Regions from separate parts of the Pan troglodytes genome. Here regions 2 and 3 are each linked to region 1. A link is a contact called in public Hi-C and capture Hi-C data. All regions are on one chromosome and are shown on one strand. The core of a region is the stretch at or near the end of the contact, and the rest is flanking DNA. Distances in the headings are between cores, read along the strand shown. Region 1 holds the start of PXK (PX domain containing serine/threonine kinase like). Region 2 overlaps KCTD6 (potassium channel tetramerization domain containing 6). Region 3 holds the start of ACOX2 (acyl-CoA oxidase 2).

Region 1 (4,789 bases), core at 2,193-4,692:
CAAAATGCATTTTTCAGAGCATGTGAAATTTCTTGTAAGGTATGAACTATGGACAAGTTGGTTTCTCTTACAAAAGCATTTGGACTGTGTGGACAGATTACAGAGAAAATGGAGCTAAACCCCAGAGAAGCCTTCTTCCTGTTACTGTCATGACTTTATCTTATGGAAGCAGTTGTCAGAGCACTGGACTCCAGTTGTCTAACATTTTTCCCCCAATCATACAAGTTAAATACAGAAAAGCATACAGAAGAAATCATCATGATTCTGCTTCTTAGAGGCCCACCGTTCATATTTATTTATTTATTTTTGAGATGGAGTCTCACTCTGTCACTGAGGCTAGAGTGCAGTGATACGATATCGGCTCACTGCAACCTCCACCTCTTGGGTTTAAATGATTCTCCTGCTTCAACTTCCCGAGTAGCTGGGATTACAGGTGTGTGCCACCATGTTCTGGCTAATTTTTCTCTAAAAGTAGAGACAGGTTTTCACCATGTTGTCCAGGCTGGTCTCAGACTCCTGACCTCAAGTGATGTGCCCGCCTCGGCCTCTCAAAGTGCTGGGATTACAGGTGTGAGCCTCTGTACTCAGCCCATATTTTGATATATTTTCTTCTGGTGTTTGTCCTATAGATATGTTGGGATTATACGGATGCTAAATTGCTTTTTTCATTTACTATTATATCAAGAGCATTTCTCAAGATCATAAAATATTCTTTAATCATGTGACTTTTTATTTATTTATTTGTTTGTTTGTTTGTTGAGACAGGGTTTTGCTCTGTTGCCCAGGCTGGAATGCGGTGATGCAATCTTGGCTCACTGCAGCCTCCACCTTCCGGGTTCAAGTGATCCTCCCACCTCAGCCTCCTGAGTGCCTGGGACTATAGGCATGCACCACTTACCCTGGCCTGATTTTTAACATTGCAAAAAATTCATGATTGTACCAAGATTTGTCCAAAACCCAACTGTTAGTCATTTATCCTTGCATGCTATTTTTTTTTTTTTTTTTACTGATCTCTGATTATTTTCTTAGGATACCCTCCTAGACGCAGAATTACTTGGTCATAGGATAAGAACATTTTCAAAGCCCTTAATACATATTTGTTTTAGCTCCTTGTACTAGGTCTATTACATAGTAGGTACTTAGCAAATAATTGTTGAATGAATGTACGAATGCCCTCCAGAAAGGTGGCGCCAATTTATACTCCCACCTGCAGTAAGAGAAAATAGCCTTGTCTTGGTCAGTCCACATCACAATAGGAGTAATGATTATAGCTGGATTTTGGTTTCTGTGACTCTGGCAGAGAAATAATCTATTTGCCTTAAAACAAAGAAATGAAAGTAAAAAGTTGAATCCTCCCTAAATGACATATGGTTTTGCTTTAATAGACTGCTGCTTTTAAACACACTGGCACAAAAGTGGAATGGAGGGAGAGTTCTGATTATTTTAGGGCTGAATCATGAAGGTCCAGGATTCCTTCTTCACATCTCGCTGTATTGGATCTTGGCCCCTGGGACCAATCTCATGGCTACTTGACTCAATGGGGCTGCCCAACAATCCCAATAAGCTTGAGATCTGGAGAAGGGACCCTTTATATATGATGTGGGCCTTTCCTGTGATGTCAAATTTTGGTGGTGGTGGTGGGATTACCAAGAAACTTTGTTCCCTTATCTGAAGTGTAGAAATTTAGTGGAGGCAAATTTAAGAGTTAGGAACCTTCCATTCTGTCAACTGTAGGGGAAGGAGGAAACTAATATTGACTTTGTTTTGTTTTTTTTTGTTTTTCCGGAGACGGTCTTGCTCTGTTACCCAGGCTGGAGTGAAGTGGCATGATCATGGCTCACTGCGGCTTCAACCTCCTGTGCTCAAAAAATTCTCCCACCTCAGCCTCCTGAGTAGTTGGGACCACAGGTGTGAGCCATCATGCCCAGGTATTTTTAAAATTTTTTTGTAGAGACGGGGTCTCACCATATTGCCCAGGCTAAACTCCTGGACTCAAGCCATCCACTCTCCTCAGCCTCCCAAAGTGCTGGAATTACAAAGGTGAGCCATCATGCCTGACCACGGTTTGAGGTGTTTTTGTTTGTCTGTTTTTTTGTTTGTTTTTTGAGACAGAGTCTCACTCTGTCACCCAGGCTGGAGTGTAGTGGTATGATCTTGGCTCACTGCAACCTCCCCATCCCGGGTTCAAGCAATTCTCCTGCCTCAGCCTCCAGAGTAGCTGGATCTACAGGCGCGTGCCACCATGCCCAGCTAATTTTTATACTTTTAGTAGTGGGGGTTTTGCCATGTTGGCCAGGCTGGTCTCAAATTCCTGACCTCAGGTGATCCACCCACCTTGGCTTCCCAAAGTGCTGGGATTACAAGCGTGAGCGATCATGCCTGACCACCGTTTGAGTTTTTACTATGTGCCAAGCCCCTTCCCAGTCTACTGCATTCCTTGTATTAACCTTTTCATACAAATAATATTATCTCCACTTTGCAAATTGGGGAGTTGGGACTCAGAGAGGTTGGGTAACTTATTGAAGATCACACAGCTGGTAAATGCCAGAGCCATGGAGATGATGGTCCTCCGATTCTAAATTTAACTCTTCACTATCCTGGAATGCTGCCCTAGGAGAGGGCAGTGTGGGTGAAATTTCTAGGTGTATATGGAGATGGGGGGATGAGGTGGTGCCAGGATTATGGCTTTGGGTTCAGGCAGACTGTGGGCAGATTTAGGGCTGAGAAGTTGATCCCAAGGTTCTCTGGCTTGGCTCTTGGTTTGAAGTTCTTCTAGTCCATATGGTGGGATCAAAAACTCCCAAGTCTAAGGGATGTGGTTGAGCCCGCAGTGGGGGCCAAGAGTAGAGGCTAGGGGTCTCTGGACCATTTTATAGGGTCTCCAGTTCTTAGAGCTTGGGTCTGAGGGTTCTGGGGCCCAAGACCTCCAATTATGGGGTCCAGCTCTTAGGTGTTCAGGCCTGAGGAGCCACGTTCAAGAGTCCCTGTGAAGTTTCGGTAGGAAGGGCTTGTTTCAGAAAGTCTCTGGGTTTGCAGGGCTCAGACTGGGGGTCCCATCCTAAAGGCCCTTTTTCTGAGTTTTAGGGTCCTTGGGCCTGGGGGGTGAGAGAGATCCAGTTCTGAGGGTTTCAAGACGTACAGTCCCCGAAAAGCCCAGTTCTGAGAGGCCTGGTTTGGAAATCTCGCCCTGAAGATTCCTGGATCCCAGGGCTCAGGACCAGGCGTCTCTGGATCTGAGGATCCTGGTAGTGATGGCTTAGGGTGGTGTTCCCCGGTCCGAAGCCCGGAGCTAAGGGCACCGGGTCTGCGGTGCGGCTGCGAGGAGCGGGGAAGCGCAGGCCCATGGCAGCCGCGAGGCGGAGGAGCGGGCCAGCGGGCGGCAGTGCTGGCGGCCCCCACACGTTCTGCGCTGGGTCGGCGCTAGGACTCCGGGGCGGCGGCCGTGGGAAGGGCGGCGCTAGGACCCCGCGGGCCCGGCGGCGCGTGGGGCGGCGCGTGTTGACAGCGGCTGCGGTGGAACCGGGCGGGCGGCGGGAGTCGGCGCCTCGGGTTCCTGCCTCGCGTCCCTAGGCGGCGGCGGCCGGGCGTCCCGGGATGGCCTTCATGGAGAAGCCGCCAGCCGGCAAGGTGCTGCTGGACGACACGGTGCCGCTGACAGCAGCCATCGAGGCGAGCCAGAGCCTGCAGTCCCACACGGTGCGCGGCCCAGCGGGCGGGCGGGCGGCGTGGGGCGGCCCCGGGCCGCGAGGCTGCCTGGCGCGGGCCGGGCAGGGTCGTCGGACGGAGACCGGGCCACAGGGTGGGCGGCCCTGGCCGAGAAGGCTGTGGCGCGCCGCTGGGTCTGGGTCAGGGCCCCTGGGGCCCAGGCGAACGCTGAGGCCCGGAGGGGCCAAGGATGGGGACCGCAGCTCCCGGCGCCGCGGGGTGGAAGGAGCTCGGCGGCGACCAGGAAAGCGACTCCGAGTTGGGGGGCGGGGGCGGGGGCTGCGGGATTCCCGGGCTCACCTTGGACTAGGGGAGCAGGAACGAGACCGCTCAGGACCATCCACTTCTGCCCGCCGCCAGCCTTTTCCTTTTTGAGGCCGTGTAATTTCCTCCTTGCAGCTGAGGGTCTGGGTGATGGGGATGAGGGTGTGCCGGGCCAAATGAAGTGTGACTCCAGAGCCTACTTGTTGGGACAGCAGAGTGTAAGTGGCTGGGGTCTGCAGCCCCGTTTCCAGGTCAGCCGCTTGGCCCTGGTCCCGGGAAGTGGTGGGGGCGGCAGTCGGGGCGCTGTTAAGCAGGTGTATGAATGTGCTTCTCTAACTTGCTCTTTAGTGGGCAGTGGTAGCATTCATTTGAGTTTAAAATCCACTCGAGTAGCATAAAGGAGTAATAGGTCCTCATAGTAAACATTGGCAGGGTTCATTTCTGCTACATATACGGTCTTTTATGGGGCTTTAAAACCGTGGTTGTTTTCATTTGCTTGTACCTTTTTTTTTTTGAAAGGCCCACTATGCATTATAATTTCCAAGCAATAAATCTAGGAACCAGCAAGAAACCTGGAGCTATCAGCTAGTGGGACTTTTTTGGAAAAGTAATGAGTGAGGAGAGAGATTCCTTCAATTGTGATGTTTTGTCAGTCCACCGAATCAGATTCAGACTCAGAGGCTTGTTTGTTTACCATTGCAGTGTGTTTGGGGGGTCATCATCTGGAGGCTAAAGCTCACAATAGCCTTCTGTTTCTCTTTTCGTTCAAGCTCTTCTGATGACTTCAAAGAGACCTTTTATTCTGTTGTATTAAAGTGAG
Region 2 (4,357 bases), core at 1,674-4,173, 160 kb after region 1:
ACTCCCGCATTTCAAGAAGAGCAACTCAATACAAGGCAATTTTGAAGGTAAGTATAGAAAGAGGGAGTTTATTGAGTCTTTTCTGACTACCAGACACGAAGGTTTCAGTAAAAAAGCATTTTTAAAGGGCTGCCTGGAAACTCTGGGAAGTCAGTAGTTGGAGTTTTTTGTTATTCATTGGAGGTTTTTATTGCAACATATAGGTAGTTATATAGGATTAGGACTTTTGCCCCGGAGAATTCTTAATCTATAGCAGGAATGATAAACCCAGAATATTTTTGTTAAGTTAGTTCATCATAACCATTAGGCCTGTAATTGCAATTCTGCAGTCATAGGGAGAATGGCATTTAAGGGTTCTTAGGTTCTTTTTTTAAGTTATTAACTTACTGAATTATGTATGCATTTCTTCAGATATGCTACTTTAGAAAATTAATACTTCCTTTTAAGGTTTCTATAAATTCTTCAGTATGTGTTTTCTTAAGCTTAATTACCTGCTAACATGACACTGTCAGAATTTATACATTAGTCACAATAACCTTTGAAGCTTAAACATGGTTGAATTTTCAGCACTGCTTTATATTCTTTGGGGAATGGGCGGTGTTGTTTTCACAAGAATTTTATTTGCATCAAAGGTTACATCTTTTCAGGTGATTTTGCAGGGTCAGAGGCTTCTTTGAATTTTATAGCTGTTTGTGCTCGGTTGCATTTGCTGTCTTTCAAAACCATCTTTAGTTTTAGTAAGGAAAGTCACTATAAAGGAAAAGTTTTTTATTGTTACCATTCCTGGTAGATTTTCTGAAATATTAGATATTTCTTTGCTTTCATCAAGTAAAATAGGCCTATTTGATACCCATTTCAAGATCTTCCTTCTGCTGCCTGTCTTGTGGTCATTTAACGTCTCATTAAGCCCTCCACTGGAGACTGTGCCAGAAGGGAGAGAAGATGAAAAGCAAATGAATCATTTTCTAATTGTTAGTAGCTCTGGAAAATGATTCAGTAGAAGAGATTGAAACTATTCTGGAAATTCTTTGGGATTGTATTTCATTCATCTGCATCGTTTCAGAGATGTTCCTAATGGTCGTCAATTCAGAATTCAGAAGCCGATCATTATCCAGCTATTGGATAACAGGGAATTTTTCATGCTTTTTTTTTGTTTGTTTGTTTCTTGCTGTATTTAAGCATCTCCACAGAAGATATTTAGAAGCAGGTAGAGATAAAATTTAAACTAATCAATACTGTTTTTTCCCTTTGAACTCTTTAATGCACAATTTGATTTCTTTAGACAGTTTAGTCATTGTTATTGGAAGTGACTAATAGTGACTTTGCTTCAATTTATTTTGATGTATCTTATACACAAGTATAGGAAGGCTTTTGGGTGGTTTTTAAGAAACATGGGCTGTAGATTCCCATAATTGCTTTCCTGAATTATTAAGCATGAGCTTTCATTACATCTTTGTACCGGAACTTCTGCTTTTGCTGTGGAACAGATTCAGGGACATCATCTAATTTTTTTTTTTTTTTTTTTTAGAGAACTGCTCAAGAAGTTACCTTGTTTTGATTTAGCAGTAAAAAAGAGAAAAAGGGTTAATAGTGGACAGACTTTTCGTTAACGGCTGCAACATTGATGTCTGCTTTTTTCCTTGTCTTTGATCTTCTGTTTCTCATTTAATCATTTGGATATTCACGGATTGGAGTTCTTTATGTCACTACAGACAGGACAGCAACCGTTATTCACAGTAGTTGAATGGGTTCCTGCCTTTTTTTGGTGGGGGGGCGCCCTCAGGAGAATTTTTACAAACCCATTATGACTGTTTAGTTAGGCTGAGTTACTGTAAAATTTGTAAATAAAACCCTACTGGATGGATAGGGTTAATAGATGGCTATAGAGAGTTTAAAGTTAAGCTTTTTCAATTTCTTGTCTCTTGGATTCTGTTCTTTCAATTTCTACCCTAGGAGGGGATTTATGGAAAAATCTAGACTAAGAGTCAGAACATGCAAGTTCTTATCTAGTTACTTCCCAGCTGTGGCGCCCTCAGCTAGTCACTTAATCTGCCTTGTTTCTCTGTTTTGCATCTTTAAGATGAGGATAGTAATCCCTGCTCGGCCTACTGGTATCAGGAATGTTGTAGGGGGAAAAAAAGTCTTTCATGCCCCTGTCTATTAAGTTGTTTCTTCCTTCTAGAATCCCTTCTCAGGTTGTCCGAATTTTCTTTCAAGGATTCAACTGAATGGGCTCTTCCCAGAAGTCCTCTATTTCCCATTTGGAATCTTGCTTTTCCCCTCTCGCGGGCCTCTGCTGGTCCATCTGTTGTATAGCACTTTGAATTCTGTTCTGTACTTCAGTCACTGCATGTTGCCTTCCATTATAGATGGAAAGCTCCGTGAGGGCAAAGATTGTCCTTTTCCTCTTTCTGTGTGTCCGCATTGCACATAGGCACCCCCTCCACTCCATAGGTGACCCACAATAATTGTTGGCTGAATGAATGATTATTGAGGCTGTCAGAATGAATACTTTGCGTGATGGGAAAATGCCAAAGATGAGCATCTTACCAGAACTTTTGGATGAGTGGCCTTTTAAATTGCTCAGTTACTAATCTGTTGTTATCAGTAACTGAATCAGATCCTGGCAAGACAAATTGGCAAAGCCCATTTCTTGGTCCTGTTTACTTCGGATACTATTTGTGAAGCAAGTCAGAGGAATGAAAGACTGTCATAACAGTCTTGAATTTGACATTTGTTCCATTTCTCACCCCATAGCATGTGGAGGCCTGTCTATATCCAACTGCTGAGTGTAAAGAATAAAAACTGACTGCCCCATAGTCTGGTCCACATTTTAGTTTGTGTGCTTTGAAGGATTTGCAAGGTAGAGAAATAGATGCTTCAGGCTCTGATTTCAGCCCATGCTGTGCTATGCAAATGTTCTCTACATGCCTGAGTGACCTTTTGAGAAAGAGCCTTTGTGATCTTCTGTAGCTAGGGCTTGTTCTGGGAATTCTGTGCCAGATTCCTCTAAAAGTGGGAAAAGTGAATCTGTTAAAGGACCACGTAAAAAAGCCAGTGCTTTTCCTGGATGAATACCAATAAGTCCATGTTTCTTACCATGTCTTGCCAGAGCTTTAGAAATTTGCTCTGCAGTTTGCTTTACAGGTTGATTTGGGATTGAAGTGTGTGAGAGGGAACTGACTAAGGCAGTTCAGTAGCTGGGAAACTGTTTGTTTAAATGCTTTTGAATTGTAGATAAAAATAAATTCACATTGGCATCATTAGTATCTGAGCATTTCTCAGTGTCTTAAGGCTGGCTCTCCATGAGTGCTGGCTGATTGACTCTCATCTATATCGGTAAGGTTCTTTTTGCCCCAAATTGTGCTCTTTAACACTTCGGCATTTAAATCGCTTTCTATTTGTTTTAATTGTACAAAGAGAAATACATCATTATTTAAAAGCATCATCATTTTTTTTAATATTGTAAGATAAATACCATTCTGATGTATTTCTCTTGGAAAGGGATGCTGGTATCCTGGGAGGTTTATGATTTTTGATGCTTTTACTCAGGTGATTGGCTTGTATAGCTGAAATGCTGATGAAAAGGAGTTTTCCCTTCTCCCTTTTTCTTTTCTTTTCTTTTTTTTTTTTTTTTTTGAGATGGAGGCTCACACTGTTGCAGGGGCTGGTGTGCAGTGGCACAGTCTCGGCTCACTGCAACCTCCGCCTCCCGGGTTCAAGTGATGCTCCTGCCTCAGCCTCCTGAATAGCTAGGATTACAGGTGCCCACCACCACGCCCAGCTAATTTTTTGTATTTTTAGTAGAGATGGGGTTTCACTATGTTGGGCAGGCTGGTCTTGAACTCCTGACCTGGTGATCCGCCTGCCTCAGCCTCCCAAAGTGCTGGGATTATAGGCGTGAGCCACCGCGCCCAGCCTGTCCCTTTTTCTTAAATGACCTTTTTGGTGAGGACCATTATAGGTTTGTACCAGGATAAGGTTGTAGAGTTCATCATAATATTCTCTTATATAAATTCTAAAAATTGATGTTCTAAGAAGAGAGGTAGAATTTGAATGACTGGGTTACTTCCTAGACTGTTCCTCCTTCTCTTAAGTACAGTATAGTTCTTTCTCTGAAAATCTTCAGTCTCTTAGTTCCAGATGGGTTCTCTATGGTAAGAATACAGGACATGTAGAAGGCCCTAGGGGAATGCTTTCTTCTCCAGATCTTTGCCCTGTAGTAGGTTTCAGCTGAGCAAGGACGAGTAGTTTTTCTGGTGTTTGGCCTCCTCTGTTGGGTGGAAAAAGCCTTTCTTCTCTATTTTCATAGTTATATATGCTATCATATGTCTGTTTTTCTCCTCTTGAAGTTTCC
Region 3 (4,166 bases), core at 894-3,393, 200 kb after region 1:
TCAGCATTGGTCAGTGCAAAGAACCTGTGTGCAAGAGGAACTGCCTAGGGCTGGGTGTCAGCCAGGGCTGGTTGGTAGAAGAAAGACATCCCTAAGTACCTGAATGCCACTCCACCTCCCCACTCCCCCTGTGGACACTGGCTGTGGACCAGGCACTGTGTGCATGGTAGGCATGGTATGCAGCCATTGCTTGGTACATGTTTGTTCAATACTTGTTAGCCAAGATTGGACAGGGCCTGACCCCAAAGACTGGGCTCTATCCACTGCAGTTTGAGTTACATGAATTGCCTAGGGAAATCTTCACAAAAAAGTCAGTGAAGCTTACACCTGAAGAAAATAATCCTGGAGAGGTTGAGTGGCCCCTAGCCACACAGCTGGAGATGGCCAGGAGTTGGATGGGGTCTGACCACAAAGCACATGACTTGTCCATACTACAGCTCCACTGTGGAGGATTGCTGGGGGCACCTTGGTCTCATTAAGCTGCTCCTAGGTTCTAGGATCACTCAGCTCCATTTCTATGAGCCCTGCAGGTGTATTGTGGAACTGAAGGGAGGAAGCCTTCTTCCTGCCTGTGAAGTGTTCCCCTGGAGCCCCTGAGTGTCTTTCATACCCAGGTTGGACCCTATCTCCTTCATAGCAAGTGCTTGGCCTCTGAGAAGCCCCTATTCCTCCAGAGTGAGGCAACCATGAGGTGCAGTCCATCCTATTTCACAAGTCTCTTGAGGCCATCTGCTCCTTGCTATCTCTTTGGCTAGCATCCAGGGCACTGTTATCTCTTACTTGGCCTCAGTGTTCCTCTTATTTGTTCTCCCAGCTGCCAGGTGAACTCTTGAACTGCAAATCACATTGTTTTCCTCTCCTGCTTGGAATCTGCTCCTTGGGGCCCACTGTTTGTGGAATGGAGTCCTTGCTGTGTCTACCCACCCCTACTCCACTCACCTCTCTCCTATGTCAACTTACTGCCTTCATCCCTGGCCTCCACTCATTCTCTTCCTACCCTTTGCCCCTGCTGTTCTCTCTGAACAAAGTTCAGCTCCCTCATTCCCTGGGTGCTCTAGGGTTAGGGACAAGTTCTTATTTGCTTACATGTTCCTCCCACAAGGCCTGGGAGGCCAGCTCTGCGTTTCCTAGCTTGCAGCAGGTATGTTGTAAATCTCTCCGGCAGGCTGCCATGCTTTTGATCCCCTTCCTTCCTGACCTCAACCTGACAGATGCACTGCTGTTATTACCATTTTATGGAGAGGATGTGGGCCTTGGAAAGGGAGGAGACTTTATAAGGGTCATGCAACCACATGTAGCAAGTGATTCATATGAGGCTTTCAAACCAATACCCCCAGCAGGGCTGTGGGGGTGCTGGCAAGGGGCCCCATCCTCTGCCCCCTGGAGTCCTGCAAGTGCACCTAGTACGGCTCCTCTCGTCCTGCCTTACCTCTTTTCCTTGCTCTGCTGCCACTGCCTCCTTGCTGTTCTGAATGCTCCAGGCCTCCCTGCCACTGCCAGCTTTTGCTAGGGCATCTCCATCTGCCCAGAACACCCTTTCTTCAAATGTCACTAGGGCTTTTTGCATTGAACCTCATTTAACCTTAAAGAGGCCACCCTCTTTAAAACCCCAAGCCCCCTCCCCCGGCATTCCCTGTCCTCACTCTGCTCTCCTTTTTCTCTTTTCACTTATCCCCTTCTGACATTTGAGATCATTTACTCATTTCGTATGTTTTTGTTTACTTCCATCTCCCTGCTACTAACACAGAAACTGCAAGAGGGCCAGGATCTTTGTCACTGTCATGCTGTGACCCTAACACTTAGTGCAGGGCCTGATTTGCAGGAGGTGCCCAGTGAAGAAAGCCTTGCTCAGGGTCTCTCGGAGCTGCAGACAGGGTCATCACGGGGGCAGCCCTCTCCTCTGGGGTCTCCCAGTCCCTCCCTGCCCAAAAACCTGGCTCACCTGGCTCCCCTCTGTCCTGTGTCCGCACTGTAGGCCGGGCTGGCCTCTCCCCGGCTGTAGGCCGCAGCCTCTGGCAGGCTTGTGGTCCTGCCCTTCTCTCCTCCCACAGAGGGGCTGGAACACAGAAGCTGAGAGAACCTGCTTGGCCAGCTCTCAAGCCCTTGTCTGCTCTCAAGCCCTTGTCTGGGCTTATGGAGCTCCTCTCCTTCCTCCCTCTCTTCCTGCATGGGTGTGACCTTTGTGCTTGTCGCTGGGGCTGCCCTGGGAGGACTGCTGGGAGGTTGGAGCCCTTACATCTCAAAGCCAGGGATTCCTTTGACACTACTTGTACCAAAAAGCTGTGTACCCCGGCAGTGTTTCCAAAGTGATATCCTGGTCTTCCCTGATCTTTCACTGTGTGCCCTTCAGGCACTCAAGCTGTTAATATCACGCGAGCTTAATAGGCTCCCCTCAGATGGTCCTCATGTGAAGGGATTGCTCTGTAAGGTGTATGTTTTTCCTCTCTCCCCATGTTTCTGCTCTAAAATATGGCTTGTCTTATGCTTAGCATCCCCTGACATTCCCTGGAAAAATATTTGTGGAGCATCCATCTGTAGTGTGTGGGATCCAGATGGGAGCTGGGTCTTAGTGAGAGGAATGAGAGGCTTAGAGGTTCCCTCCCTGCATAACCACCTTGGAAAGTCAGAAGCGGCTCCCCATTTTGCAGGTAAGGAAACAAGCTCAGGGAGGGGATGTCACTTTGTTTGGGTTTGCACAATAAGTAGATTACATAACACATTTGTGTAAGACTGGGAAAGAAATCAAGGGGCCAGTAGGAGATCAAGGCTCCTGTTCTGGCAGGACTTCTGAGCTATGTTGACTCTGAGCAGGTGTACTCCTTTCTGGGCCTTGGCCTCCCCTGTAATGCAAGGTATTTGCTCAGTAAGGAGCCTCACAGCACCCCATCATATCCCTAAGGTAGTGTCTAGCTTGTGTCTGTAGGAAGAGGCAGGACCTGTGGCCCAAGCTTTGCAACTTATCACCTAGTAGGTCCTTCTGGAGCTGTGGGGCTCAGACTCCTGGCAGTCCTCATTGCTGTGGGCAGTGGTTTCAGGGAAGGTGGTCTTGGCCCCACTGTTTGGAGGTGAAAGTTCTTACTTACACCTGGACTCATCTCCACCAAGGATTTATGCTATCACTGACCATGGGCAATGACTTAGTTCCTCTCTGCCGTAGAGAAAGGCTTGGATTGCAGGAAGTGCCCAGTGAAGAAAGCCTTGCTCAGGGGCCCTTGGAGCAAGGCTTTTTAATAAACTCTCCATGTTTAAATTGTTTTCTCATCCACTTTGAAGCTGACCCTGTTCTGTATGTTTTGGATGTGATCATTTTGATTTGTTGCACTGAAATCTTGAATTCTCTAGCTTAAAAAGGCTTTTTAAATTACAAAATATTTCAAACTCGTACAAAAGTGGAGAGAAAAATATAATGAACCTGCATGTACCTAACACCCAGCACTAACAATGATCACACTTGTCTCCTTGTTCTTTGTGTTTAACTTTTTATTTTGAAATAACTTTAGAATTTCAGAAAGCTGCAAAAAGTTATTGTATATCCTTCACTCAGCTTCTTCTAAGGTACAGTTATGAAACCAAGCCATTAACACTGCTGCAATATTGTCAGCTAATCTTCAGAACTTATTTGAGTGTGTCAGAGGTTCTCCAAGATCAACCTCAGGTCCAGTGATTTGCTAGGAAGACTCATAGAACTTAGAAACTGTTATACTGAGCCAGGCGCGATGGCTCACGCCTATAATTCCATTGCTTTGGGAGGTTGAGGCTTGAGGATCACTTGAGGCCCGGAGTTTGAGACCAGCCTGGACAACATAGCAAGACCCTGTCCCTACCAAAAAAGATGTAAAAATTAGCCCAGTGTGGTGGTGTGTGCCTGTAGTGCTAGCTCCTTGGGAGGATGCAGTGGAAGGATTGCTTGGGCCCAGAAGTTCGAAGCTGCAGTGAGCTATAATGGAACCACTATACTCTAGCCTGGGTGACAGAGTGAGACTTTGCCTCTAGAACAAACAAGAAGAAACTGTAATACTCATGGTTACAGTTTATTACAGCAAAAGATTACAGATTAAAATCAGTAGAAGGAAAAGGTACATAGCACGAAGTCTAGGAGAGAATAGACTGAGCTTCTAGGTGTCCTCTCCCAGTGGTGTTGTATGGACAGCATTTAATTCTCCCAA

The links. A called contact is a pair of places that touch in the nucleus more often than the background predicts. Capture Hi-C pulls out chosen DNA fragments and counts their contacts.
Region 2: a contact with region 1 is called in a Hi-C map of induced pluripotent stem cells, with 2.0 times the contacts expected there. The contact joins the enhancer-like site here to the promoter of PXK in region 1. A contact is called at or near these places in 2 of 7 Hi-C or Micro-C datasets (induced pluripotent stem cells and stem cell-derived neural progenitor cells) and 1 of 1 datasets of contacts at active chromatin or transcription factors (stem cell-derived excitatory neurons).
Region 3: a capture Hi-C map of stem cell-derived neural stem cells shows a contact between it and region 1, with 4 times the contacts expected there. The contact joins the promoter of ACOX2 here to the promoter of PXK in region 1. A contact is called at or near these places in 2 of 7 Hi-C or Micro-C datasets (induced pluripotent stem cells and stem cell-derived neural progenitor cells), 1 of 1 datasets of contacts at active chromatin or transcription factors (stem cell-derived excitatory neurons) and 1 of 1 other capture datasets (stem cell-derived neural stem cells).

The regions. Positions count from the first base shown.
Region 1 is chr2:62,346,094-62,350,882 of NHGRI_mPanTro3-v2.0_pri, forward strand. It overlaps PXK (PX domain containing serine/threonine kinase like), which reads left to right and starts at 3,443. Exons shown (of 19, transcript XR_010155261.1): 1 at 3,443-3,696.
Region 2 is chr2:62,511,593-62,515,949 of NHGRI_mPanTro3-v2.0_pri, forward strand. KCTD6 (potassium channel tetramerization domain containing 6) reads left to right here. Exons shown (of 5, transcript XM_063805954.1): 4 at 4,353-4,357. Among named protein-coding and RNA genes, the nearest start is that of ACOX2, 41 kb to the right of the region's middle. Within about 2 kb of position 2,924, at least 13 of the 24 cell types and tissues checked have an H3K27ac peak or open chromatin away from gene starts, as enhancers often do. A contact at or near this core is called in induced pluripotent stem cells and stem cell-derived neural progenitor cells, where this site is marked.
Region 3 is chr2:62,552,332-62,556,497 of NHGRI_mPanTro3-v2.0_pri, forward strand. It overlaps ACOX2 (acyl-CoA oxidase 2), which reads right to left and starts at 2,144. Exons shown (of 15, transcript XM_516559.7): 1 at 1,943-2,144; 2 at 1-24.